Regions from separate parts of the Sus scrofa genome. Here region 2 is linked to region 1. The links are chromatin contacts, called in public HiChIP or PLAC-seq maps. All regions are on one chromosome and are shown on one strand. Each heading gives the region's core, a stretch centred on a gene start, on an enhancer-like site or on the middle of the called end of the contact. The rest is flanking DNA. Distances are from core to core; before and after follow the strand shown. Region 1 has its middle 78 kb from the start of P3H2. Region 2 overlaps IL1RAP (interleukin-1 receptor accessory protein).

Region 1 (6,431 bases), core at 2,325-4,824:
AGCTCCGATTCAACCCCTAGCCTGGGAGCCTCCATATGCTGCACATACGACCCTAAAAAGACCAAAAAAAGAGAATCATCTGGGACTCTTAAAAAAAAAATACCACCCTCAGAGAGTCTGATTTAATTAACCTTGTGTGGGAACTGGGAATTGACGTTTTGAAAAAGCTCCCCAGGTGTTTAGAAAATGCAACCAGGCCTGAGAAACACTGCTGTAGGTAGGTCTAAATAAGATGCCAATTTGTCATCAGAAAGTTGTTTTGGAAACACAAAACCACAACTTGCTATGTCAGCGATATGAATAAAGAACATCTGAAGAGTCTGTACCAGCCAGTGGTGTTCTGTATACATAGGAGACATTGGGGTATGCTTTCTTAAAAACAAAACCAACAAACCCCACTGGATCCCTGCTTTCTACTTCATCCTCGTCTTCCCCATTCCCTATGAAGTTCTGATTAAAGAACACTAGGGTGAGCCCCTAGACGCTGCTTTAAGAAACAACAAACGTGATTCTGGTGAAGATAATCCCTGGTTCCCACACTATGGAATACCAGTCTACATCTTCTGGGATACACTTGCTTGGAGGAGGAGATAAGTCCAGCATTGTTCTTAAAATTAAACTGCACCAAAATAAACTGCAAGGCAGGCGTATTAAAACACAGATTGATTGCGAGGCCTCGCCCCCAGTGTTTCTCATTTGGTAGGTTTGGGGTAGAGTCAGCAGTTTACATTTTTTAATTTTTTGAAAGTTTTATTGAAGTATAGTTGATTTACAATGTTTTGATCACTTCTGCTGTACAACAAATGACTCAGTTACACATGGACACACATGCATTCTCTTTCAGAATCTTTTCCTGAATAGTTTATCACAGAATACTGGGTGGAGTTCTCTGTGCTTTAGAGCAGGTCCCCAATGGCCAGTCTTTCCAGATACCTCATTGTGCACGTGCCAGTTCCAACCCCCCAGTCCAACCCTCCCCACCCCCAACCTGTCCCCTTTGGTAGCCATAAGTTTGTCATCTTTTTATTTATGGATTTATTTATTTTCTTTTTATTTTTTAGGGCAGCACCTGCGGCATATGGAAATCCCCTGGATAGAAGTTCAATTCCTGGGCGAGCTTATGCCACAGCCGCAGCAATGCCAGATCTGAGCCATGTTGATGACCTACATCTCAGCTCACAGCAGTGCCAGATCCTTAACTTCCACTGAGGCCAAGAATTGGATCTGCATCTTCATGGATACTTGTCAGGTTCTTAACCTGATGAGCCACAACAGGAGCTCTTGTCACATTTTTAATAAAAACAAAGGTGTTAGTTTCTCAGCCAGGAAATGTTTGCCTTCTAGGGGACATTTGGCAGCATTTGGAGACTTCTTTGAAGATTTTGTTTTTAGAGCAGTTTTAGGTTCACAGCAAAGTTGAGAGAAAGGTACAGCGATTTCCCAGATTCCCCACATTCCCCATCAACATTTCCCACCTGTAATATTTTATCATCTCAAATCCCTCCTTCCATTTTTTTTTTTTTCATCTAACTTTTGAATCTCAGGATACTGTGGATCTCTTCAAAGATCACTTCTCCAGTTCTTCCTCACTGGAATCTATAGATTTTTTTTTACACAATTAAGAGTTTTGCTTTTAAGGTACTTACCCTTGTAAGTCACAATCACGGAGAAATCACTGGGACCTTTTTCTCAAAATTGTTTGAAATGCTTTTATCTCTATGGAAAAATAAAAAAGAAGTTGCATATATTTATTTAGAGACAATGATAGACTTTACAATAATATTTATTCCTTTAATGTTCATGATTTTTTTTTCTTATGGCACTTGTACCATGATACTAATTTCTTAAAGACGTTTAACAATCTCCTTAAAATCTAGTGCACATATCTATGTTATGTTAGAACAGGATATGGGGCTTTGTGAAATGAAAAAGGGTGGAACCTCTTTTTGAAGTGAAGAGCTCTTTTCATTCAGGCTGGAGAACAAGTCCTACAGGTTTGGATAAAGCCCCTGGGGTACACAGGTGACCTCAAAGGCCCACAGGGTTTGAGGGTAATAAACAAGACTTGCTGACTCCAAACTGCAAGAGGAAGGTCTGACATTTCTTTCTTAACCTTGAGAGAGAAGTTCCCATTCAAATGGTGCTTTATCGTTACACTCATGTGTTTCAGAATAAGGTATTATAAAATTATACAAATAAGAGAAACATAATCTAGTAAAACAGACTGAGATGTGCCTAGTAGGAGAGACCGACAATTACACAAATAACTCTAAAACAGACAGAACACCCAAGGGCTCTAGTAGAGACATGAGCTGGGAAGTTTGGTTCCACTTGAGTCATCACAGGAGAGCACTGAATGATGCCTGGGATTTGAAATAGTTGATTTGATGAGAAACATTTCAGGCTGAAAGAATAGCATTAGCAAAGACTTTTGCACATCCGTAGTAACTGTAAGAGTGAAAGAATTAAAGGCACATCTTGTGGATTTGCTGGGGCTCTGACGATGAAGAGAAAAACTTAGTGGGAAATAAAGGGGGATAAATAACTCCTTGACTTGAGCTAAACAGAAACAGCCATCTGGGCATAGTTCTCATTCTGGGAATCACTGATTCTTAGCTTAAAACTTTCTAGAATCTAGACTTCCTGTCGTGGTGCAGTGGTTAACAAATCCAACTAGGAACTATGAGGTTGCAGGTTCGATCCCTGGCCTTGCTCAGTGGGTTAAGGATCCGGCGTTGCCGTGAGCTGTGGTGTAGTTTGCAGACGCGGCTCGGATCTGGTGTTGCTGTGGCTGTGGTGTAGGCTGGTGGCTACAACTCCGATTAGACCCTAGCCTGGGAACCTCCATATGCTGCGGGAAGCAGCCCTAGAAAAAAGGCAAAATAAATAAATAAATAAATAAATAAATAAATAAATAAATAAAATCAGGATTAAAAAAAATACTTTCTAGAATCTATTTGTGTCTTCAGTGCTACATCCTGGGAACCTCCATATGCTGCGGGAAATGGCCTTAGAAAAAAGGCAAAATAAATAAATAAAATCAGGATTAAAAAAAAATACTTTCTAGAATCTATTGGTGTCTTCAGTGCTACATCCTAAGGGGAGACAAGAAGCGGGTGATGTATTGTAGCGCAGTCTCTCTACTCTGGAAAGTCCATTGAGCTCACTCTTTAGGAAGACAATAAAGCCTCATTGCTGGACAGGACTACAGTTGGCATACCTGGTATTAAGAAGCTACAAAGCACAATCTTAGTGTCTTTATTTGTCCTTGGATTTTTCATTTTGGGATTGTTTTCTTTACTTTTTAATTTTTTGCCCAAATATGTACATTCCATTTTGTGGATTGCAGTTAATTCCCCAGGTCTCAGCTGTAAAAAGTTACTGCTGATGACACTTTCCAAACCATTGTCTCTTGACTGCCATCCCTATGAAATCTGTCACAAGTTTGAGAATGTTAAGAAAGAGAAAGCTGGAAGACATCCAACAGCATATTTCAAGCACTACTAGTGAGTGTCTGAATCAGACCTTCACCTTACAATGTAAGCAGACTCTATACTCCAAGGAGCCCCCTTGAGGCACCCACAAGAAGCATAGTCAGCCACTGGGTTTGAGCAATTCCAGGGGTGGCGCCCTGTAATAGTGGTATTCTGATGATGGAATCAGCCAAGAATGAACTCCCAGAAAGATCTCAGAAAGTCTGACATCATTTAGGACCTCAATTATCCAAGTAAATGCAGAAGAATATGAAATGGGAATTTCCCGTCTTCAGCCTGGCACCAACCCAAAGTATCTGACTGTGCCACAAAAGGAAGCAGTCCTTCCTCTCCTTGTGTGATGTTTCCTGTATCATGAGGCAGGGTTTTGTGAGTGGGGTACCTTAGATAAATGAGAGGATCTTTCAGTCAGAAAGGATTGCTGGAAGTCTTATCTGGTTTCTAGGTAGGTCCTCATAGAAAATATCAGAGAGAGAGAGATGCAACAGGAAAGGCTTGCTGTGGGAGAAGCACAGATGTTAGAATCAGAAAGTTGGCTTTATATCCTTCAGCTGCCACACTGGCCCTGACACTCTGGCTTAACTTTTCTGAGTTACACTGGAATATGGGGTGTGGGAAGGACAAGGTAGTAATACTGTTTTTTTAACACAGTAATCTCAAGAACCAAATGATGTAATATATATAAAAGTGCCACATAACCTACTGAGTCTCAAATTTTAACACGCATGCAAATCATCCAGGATCTTGTTAAAATGCAGATTCTGATTTGGTAGTTCTGGGGCAGGCTGGAGAGTCCGCATTTCTAACAAGCTCCCAAGTGACATGCCCTTGTGGCTGGTCCATAGAGCCCATTTTGAATAACGTGGTAGAGACTTTAGTGTCATGTTGTAATTGGTTATTACTAGCCTGTATCAACAACTTTTCAGGGAAGAGTATTCTTTTATTTATTTACTTATTTTTGACAAAGAGTTGTTTTTTAAGTATTTTATTCCTTTTTACATTTTCAAATTAAAGTATAGTTGGTTTACAATGTTGTGCCAATTTCTGGATATTCTTTAGTCTTTACATTTTTTTTTTAATTCACCACCTCCTATTCTAACCATCCACATCAATTCGCACATCTGCTCATTCTACAAAAGCTCACTTAATATAGTGAAAGGGTTCCCAAGTGCCCAAAATGACAACCAACATTTTCACTGAAGTCTAGGTTTATGGGAAAATGATTTTTTTCACTAGGTCTTTAAGAACAACGATTTCACACCTAGCCCTATGTAGATCAGGTATTTGGAGATTGTGATGAGGCAAAAAAAATGTTTAAGTGCTTGCTAAGTTGCAAAAGAGAATTAGAGGGGATTTTACTTAAAAAAAAATCCCTTGGAAGTCAGTATATAACATTTGCATATCATGTACATTGGTATAATGTATACATTTGTATACTTTGTACAATTTATCATTTTCAGGACACTTTCACATATGTCATCCCATTAATCTTTTGCAAAAAGGTAGGCTGGGCAGGTATCATTTGGCCCATTTTACAGATGATGAAACTGGAACACAGAGGGATTGAAGTGAGTTGCTCAAGGTTGTCCTCATAAGAGTTGCTGCAACCATAAGACAAAGCCCAGTTCTTCTGATTCCTAACTCACTGCTCTTTCTTCTGCCTCCCTGTCCTCAGTGCTTACCACACGGACAAAAAAAAAAAAATTATGGTTTGGTTTGTTAAAGCCTGGTTACAAGTTTCTGGGTAGCAGCATGTAAAAGGTGTCAGACATCACAGTTTTGGTTACTGCAGGTACGCCATCCCCCAGGGGCCCATCAACATGGGTATCTCTCATACTGATCAGTTGAAAACCTACTCCAACCCTGGATTTTCAGATGATTCATCTGCTTGTTTAACTTCCAGCCAAGAATGCAATGTCCTATTCCTTCTGGAATGTTTACAAATGAGAGTTAGAGCCTGGAGGTGGAGGACAACTTGATTACTACAATCATCCCAAATGCTTCTTGGTTTTCTACTCTTAAAAATTATTCTTCTTACCTTTCTTCTTACTTCCTCTATGCTATGTCCCTGATCACCCCAACGCAGAGCAATCTCAATCTCCTTCTCTTTCCCTGCACATTTTAACTGCCCTGTAAGGAACACTTGTAAAGCATTTAGCATTGTGTTTTGCCTGTAGTGATGTTTCACTCAGGGTGTGTGTGTGTGTGTGTGTGTGTGTGTGTGTGTGTGTGTGTGTTCCTTGCCAAATTCTCTGCGGTCAGGGACAAACACGTTTCATGTTTCCTCTTATAGTGAATGATGGAAATAAGGAATAGAGGCACAGAGTGAAAACTTTTTTGAATTTGGAATCAGACAATCTGAATCAATTTCTCATTAGCCATAGGACCCTGAACAAGACATTGAAATTTGAGCTTTCGCTGCATCATCTAGGAGATAGAATATTAGTAAATAAATGAGATATGTATCAAATATGTTTAAAAGTACTTTGTAAACTCATAAGGGTTGTATGAATGTGGAGCAAGTATTTGTATTTACTTTAAGAATAATGTAGATTAAATAGGAGGAGTCTGCTGGTAACATCAGTCAAGGACAAATGTGTTTGCTCGCCCCCCACAAAAATCTTCATATTTCTATGTCCTGCTATGCAAAGAAATATAGCCACATGGAAACAATGTTATTTATTTGCTTTTATAAAAGCAGGAATTACAAAAGATTTATGATTCAAGGAAAGCTGATATAATCCAGATGCTAAAACTGTTCATTAGGAGCTGTCAACATTGTAGTTTCATGGAATCCAGCTAGTAGGAGGTAAGTTTTGGCTTAGGAAATTCCCCATTTAAATTCTCAGTATTTTTGTAGAAATATTAGGTGACATAGCATAATTCGAAAACCTCTAAGAATAGAAAAATGATTCGCTTTTTAGAATGAGGATGCTG
Region 2 (6,560 bases), core at 2,472-4,971, 340 kb before region 1:
CAGACATTGTCACTTATAACCATATACACCCATGTATTCCCTGCAAAAATAGTGGCTTCTCTTAACTAACGCATGTGATGGAAGAATTAGGTCATTTTTCTAAACAGAATTATCACTGAGATACAAGAAGTCTTTCTAGAGAGCTTATTATACCTGCAGAGTCAGCATCAGGCCAATAAACTGTGGTACTCAAATCTCTTTTCAATATCTACCCTTTGGGAAGCATAAGTAACTTAAAAATAATGTCTTTCAAAATACAAATGCAGCTAAAAAAAAAAAGAGAGAGAGAGAGAGTGAAGATATCTGCTTCCAAGAAGAAGCAGACACAACTTAGAATAGATTTACAAGGAGATCCTGCTGAATAGCATTGAGAACTTTGTCTAGATACTCATGTTGCAACAGAAGAAAGGGTGGGGGAAAAATGTAATTGTAATGTATACATGTAAGGATAACCTGACCCCCTTGCTGTACAGTGGGAAAGTAAAAAAAAATAAAATAAAATAAAGAACATTAGGGTGACTTTTATAAGTCCAATGACCTTTAACATTGGATCTAAGAATAGATCTAAGAATAAAATGAAACTGTATTTTTCACTCATTCTCCAAATGTTTGGACTAAATTGCATAGAAATGAAGTGTGTTCAGGATGACCAGCCATGAGCAACAGAGACAGGACTGAATGTCACAAGTACATCCAAGTATGGAGTTTTTCAAAAAGCACATTCAAATAATATAAGGTCTCCAGAGCTGGCAACAAATCTGAATCTTTATGAAAAGCTATGCCATTGCATAGCAGTAAAATATTATAGGTCTTTGTCAAAGAAAGACAAAATGAAAAAAGAGAGAGAGAGAGAGAGAACTGGACAACTATATCTAAAATACATTAAGTGCAAATATTCCCTTTACCTGTCTTTACAATCTGTTCACAACCTACCTTTCTAGCTTGGCTTCTAAATACCTTCACATTCTCCCTTCAGCTGAACTGAACTATTCTGTCCCCAGTAAGAGATGCATTTTCTCCTAGAAAACAGCAGTGGTCTTTGAAAAGTCTTCTTCAATAATTCCCTACAGGACTAATAACTTTCTCTGCTGTCTCTTGCAATTTTGTTTGGTTTTTATTTTCTTTCTCTCAGAATTTACTATAAGATGCTTACAATAAGAACCTTCCCGTATTTACTCTGATTCTATAGTATAAAATGGTCAAACTCATGATCTTTAGAATAAAGTGAAATCCTTGTACGATAAGTACTTCCAATAGAAATAATTAAATAATGAGAAGCTTGTACTTTGTGTTACGTCCATGGTGTAATAAAACCCAGCCCTTTAATAAAAAAGCAAGAAGGAAGAATTGGTTGGAGTTTTGCTGTTGTGGGTTGGTTGGTTAGTTTGTTGGATGGTTGTTTTGCTATTGTTGGTTGGTTGTTTTGCATGTAAGAACTTACATGACACAGTGAAGCTGAGTGATTAAAGGATGAATGTCATTAAACAGCTCACAAAGTGAAAACAGCTAGAACTTGAACCAATGTCTCTTGATTCCTGGCAAGCCAACAATGTTTTTACTTATTTATTTTCCACAGTGTTAATTTATTCTCATTAAGCCACATGATTGTTTTCACCCTCTGCAAATTTCTTTAAAAATAATGATAAAGAAATGAGGGAACTAAAGCTCTTATATTGCCACAATTCCTTTCTTACCTTCATCACCAGAAGAAAGCCCTAAGGGAAGGCAATGGCGTATAAAAGAAAGAGCACTGCTTTGGGAAGAAAGACAGCTTTCAAATCCCAGCCCTACAGGCAAGCCATCGTGAGTACTGTTAACTGAAGCCACTAACTGGCATTACATTTCCTAAATTGTAAAACAAGTGTAAAAATCTCTACACTCTACTCCCATCACAGTGTTTTTCTGTAAAGTTAATGATAATGTGTGTGAAATCTAGCCCCGCACCTGGCACAGAGTCAACTGTTGTCTTTGAAAATAAAAAGCTGTATTCAAAGATGTGTGCATGTGTATGTGTGCATGCATTTGGGGAAGAAAATTCATTGCTATCATTATTTTATGTGGTCTGAGCAGCAAATAATTTTGATATGGCAATATTTTTAAAGTTCACCATATTATATGTGGTGACATTCTAACTACCTCTCCAACTTGGAATCACAAGTTCCAAACATTTATTTCTATTCTAAAAGCAACTTTAACAGTTTCTCTTTCTTACATGCTGCCAGTGAAATACACCAAAAGAGAAATGTGTGGCAAGACAAACTTTGCTTCTGGAATTCTTGCAAAGGAGAACTTCTTTGAGTTTAGTATTAGAAATGTTTAATTCTATAACAAGCAAAAATAAGACTACTGAGTTTTGAGTTTACATTACAGTGAATTTCCTCCTGTGGTGGTGGTGGGGCATCTCAAAGGAGGAGGCAGGGGGAGTAAAGGTAATAATTATTATGTAGAAAACACAGAAATCTATCACTTAGATTTATCTTTATTACTATTATTAATCAATTACTTAGATAATTCTTATCTAGAAAAGGTAGAAATCTATTACTTAAACTCTAAGAAATTTATTACTTAACTAGTTAATTATCATTAATTATTAATACATTACTTAGATAATTCTTATCTAGAAATCTATTACTTATTTCTTTAACAATGAGAAAAACCTGGGATCTTAACCTTTTTTTCCCTAAATTATTTATATTCTAGTAGAGTCCAAAGGGAATGTATTTAGTAAAAATAATATGCACCTTGAGAACTGAGAAACTAGTTGAAATCACAGTTGCTTTAAGTATTAGTGACTTTGGATAACTCACTTAACCACTTTGATTCTAATTTTCTTATCCAAAAAAGGGAGTTAAGCCTGACTGGTCTATGTTCAGGGTGTGAGAATTAAATGACATAGAATATACAAAAATTCGAAGGGAATTTTGTTTCAGCAAAGGGAGCTTTATTATCACTGCTATCGCTACCACATATAATTATATTTTCACTATTATAATTATCCCAAGCTTTAATTCCTTAAAAGAAAGTAAATGCTGGCTTTTGATTACTTGCTTTTATCACCACCAAAGATGAAATGTTGCTCCCACCTTCTTGAGTGAAGATGGAAATCACAGTACGGCCACAGAAAGTCTATGTTCTCTAGTCAGAATTGTGTACCTTGAAGACCAGTTCACTGCACTTGAAATGCACTGCATGGAACTAAATCTCTTATTCATTATGATTCCTTTCTAAAAATATGAGGTTTTCCTTAAGAGAAGGTTCTACATGGAGGTGCCCAGAACCACAAGACAAAATTCTTACTAAATATGCATGCACAGAGCTTTAGGGTGTTCAAGCTATTTCTCCTTTGTTCCTTGCATCAGTCTTGTGAGTCCATTCATGTGGGTACCTGGAGCATAGGAAGAGCCTCATGAAAGACCAACGCATCCACTGTTGTCTGTCATTGTAAGAGGCACGATGTAAGAGAGGGTGGTTGATCTCTCAGTATGTGCATCGATTCCTTTTTTCTTCTAGTAGCCCAGGGCCTTTTATTTTTGTCAACAACGCTTCCTTTTTGTTCCTCTCCCTCAACTAGGAAGTGCATCACTAACACAGACACAATATACCTTTTCATAAGGAAGGCAAATGAATATTGGCCAGATGGGCTGAGGACATTACAACATGTTTCCTGCTCCCATGGTGACTCAATGGGGCTGGTATGAGAATTTATCTCATTCAAGAAGTCAGCTTCCCCGGACAGAATTATGAGTCAGTTCCTGGGTGGAAAGCTCGCTTCCCAATGACCTGTGAGGGGGTGGGGATGGGGGCTCCTTGGATAGATTACAGTAAAAGTCATTCAGAAAAGCAACTCTGCCAGGACCAGTGAGACAATAGCACCCACTAACTCCTGAGACTTCACTGATCTTTACCAAGAGTAACAAGGTCATCTCTCCCTTTTCCTTCAAGGTGAGGACATAAAAAACCACATTAATGAATGACTGGTATGAATCCAAACAAGATCCATTATAAAACTGGCCAATTTGGGCAAAAAAGGATGTGAAGGGACATTTTTTTCATCCATTGAATATATACATGATTTGAGTTCCTACTACGTGTCAATGTGCCAATCTTTACTCCAAGTGTTTGTGTAACAAACAAAATGGACAAGTCTCTGTCTTTGGGTAGTTTAAAAGTAGAGAAATAGGGAGGGAGGAAGGAAAAGAAGGAGAGAGAGAAAGAGAAAAAGAAAGAAAGGAGAGGAGGATGGGGTTGGGAGGAAAGACAAGAGGAAGAAGGAGAAGGAGGGAGAGGAGAAGAAGAGGAGGAGAGAAAATAAAGAGTTAATATAATGTCAATAATAAATATTATGAAGAAAACTAAAGCAGAATAGAATAGAGAATGACTGGCAGGGCTATTTTAGTTCAGGTGGTTAAGGAAGACCTCTCTAAGAAAATAGTATTCAAGGATACAACTAAATCAAATAAGAACTAACTACCATCAGGGGTTATATTAAGTGTATTTATTTTTCAATTTTTGGCTGTGCCTACAGCACGTGGAAGTTCCTGGGCCAGGAAGCGAACCTGCGCCACAGATACAACCAGAGCCACAGCAGTAACAATGCTGGATCCTTAACCTGCTGATCCACAAGGGAATTCCTCGGTGTATTTAAAAACCAAGACATCAGGGCACTGGTCAGTCAAATGAAACACTCAGTTAAGTAGGAGAGATGCTGGGCTAAACAGACAGTCAAGCTATACACTTGTGCATCCCAGCTGAATATTAGCCCTGCTTATAATATATTCTTTCCTCTGTGAAGCCTCCGAGGGCCAACAAGGTAAGAAGTTATCTTTCCTTGTCTAAGCTTTGAGCTGCACTCTGTTCTAGTTATACCCTTTAGTGCTATTTTTGGTTTCCCATAAAATACTTCCAGTGGCATAGCAAATCTGAAACACACCCGGAAAAAATAATCAGGTAGGACAATTCAAATCTATGTGTGTGAAGAAGAGTTGCAAGGCATATATTAGAGAACATGGTCATAGTTTTACGATTATTGTTTTAACATCTCTGAAGGCTTCTCACATAGAAAAAGAATTAAAGTAATTATATTCAAATTCTGGTCCGTCCGTGGTCAGGGAAATTACACAGGGGAAGTTTCTTTTTTTTTTTGCAAATGAAGATATCCAAGTTCCCCACATTAAAATTAAAGAATAACTAGATTAGGTATTTTCTATTTATTTTTTCAAGTAATCATAGTTATGATAGTTCAGACTAAAAATAAACATCACCAATGTGGACTGTATTTGCAGGACAACACACATTAGGTGTAGAAGCTACTTTTCACCCCCAAACACTAAATGTAGTCTATCACAATTAACCACATTCAATGCAAAGCATATATATTCAAAGGATAAGTCATAAGTTATATTGCTCCAACAATTGGGTTAATTTTGTTCAAACAGATTGATCAAGGTCAGTCAAATATTAAGACTTCTTCAAATTCCCATGGTAACATGGATAGTGCCTGGATGATATAACATGTATATATGTTTCAATTTGATATTAAATAATTAAATTTCACAATTTAACTTGGACTATTCTACAGAAAGAATATATAAATATTGCATGCTATAAAAATTGTACAACATGACTAAATAGTCTAGAACAAATTTACCTTCTTAACGATTTTCCAGCTGTGTTTTCTAGAGTTCTATTACCAGTGCTATTAAGAATGTTCTGAAGGTGGCAAAAACAGAAATAACCTCCCTTCCCTCTTCAATAAAAAACAGTTCTATTTTTTTAATGCAACAATAGGGTATTTTTTTATTTAAACAAGGTGGTCGAACCATAGAAATATATGGCTATGACAAACTTCAGTTAAATGCACTAAAAATTTTTAAAGATTTTGATCAATCCAAAGACATAATGTGCTGAAATTAGATGATCACTAGTTAGAAGTCCCATAGAATGGTTCTGAATAGTACTTCTAGAGATGAGAGTAGACCTGCAAAAACAGACTTTCAAGTCCCCTGTAACTCTGATGTCCTATGATCCAGGTTCATGATAACTGAGTTTCTTATTTAAACTCAATAAAGGCTTTGGCTGACTCCTCTTACACCATGAAGCAACATCCAAAGAAAGAATAAGCTTAATGACAGGTTCTTTCTTATATAGAAGCAGTATGACAAAACCCATCATCTACTTATTTTCATAAAGTATTAACAGACTGGTACCAATGAGGCTTTCTCCACCATTGGCTCAAGCTTGGAAAACAGCCGTGCTACCATCACGATCATTTCTTTTCCTATATGTTCTGAGGTAAGGGGAAGAGACAGAATTCTAGTTGGTTTGGATGAGAAGGTGCTGGGAAATTCCTATAATTAAACACACCAGACCACCATCCCCCGCCACGTACTTTGTCCCATTTAGACTAGAGATGTCAGTGGTTCCTCCCACCATCAAAATTCTATGATTTTGTGCTACGACAGAAGTCAATGAAAATAAACAACATTGTGTTCTCTTAAGTTTTATTTTCAGAAAGAGGTGAGACATAACCCTATGCGTGGCTTGCACTTTAATAAATTGTC

The links. HiChIP or PLAC-seq counts read pairs in DNA pulled down with a chosen protein or histone mark.
Region 2: a contact with region 1 is called in an H3K27ac HiChIP or PLAC-seq map of alveolar macrophages. The contact joins two enhancer-like sites. A contact is called at or near these places in 1 of 47 Hi-C or Micro-C datasets (embryonic fibroblasts) and 1 of 2 datasets of contacts at active chromatin or transcription factors (alveolar macrophages).

What each region holds. Positions count from the first base shown.
Region 1 is chr13:127,647,359-127,653,789 of Sscrofa11.1, reverse strand. No RefSeq gene overlaps it. Among named protein-coding and RNA genes, the nearest start is that of P3H2, 78 kb to the right of the region's middle. Within about 2 kb of position 3,574, at least 10 of the 83 cell types and tissues checked have an H3K27ac peak or open chromatin away from gene starts, as enhancers often do. A contact at or near this core is called in alveolar macrophages, where this site is marked.
Region 2 is chr13:127,982,437-127,988,996 of Sscrofa11.1, reverse strand. The region is part of intron 2 of IL1RAP (interleukin-1 receptor accessory protein); the gene reads right to left. Among named protein-coding and RNA genes, the nearest start is that of IL1RAP, 52 kb to the right of the region's middle. Within about 2 kb of position 3,721, at least 9 of the 83 cell types and tissues checked have an H3K27ac peak or open chromatin away from gene starts, as enhancers often do. A contact at or near this core is called in alveolar macrophages, where this site is marked.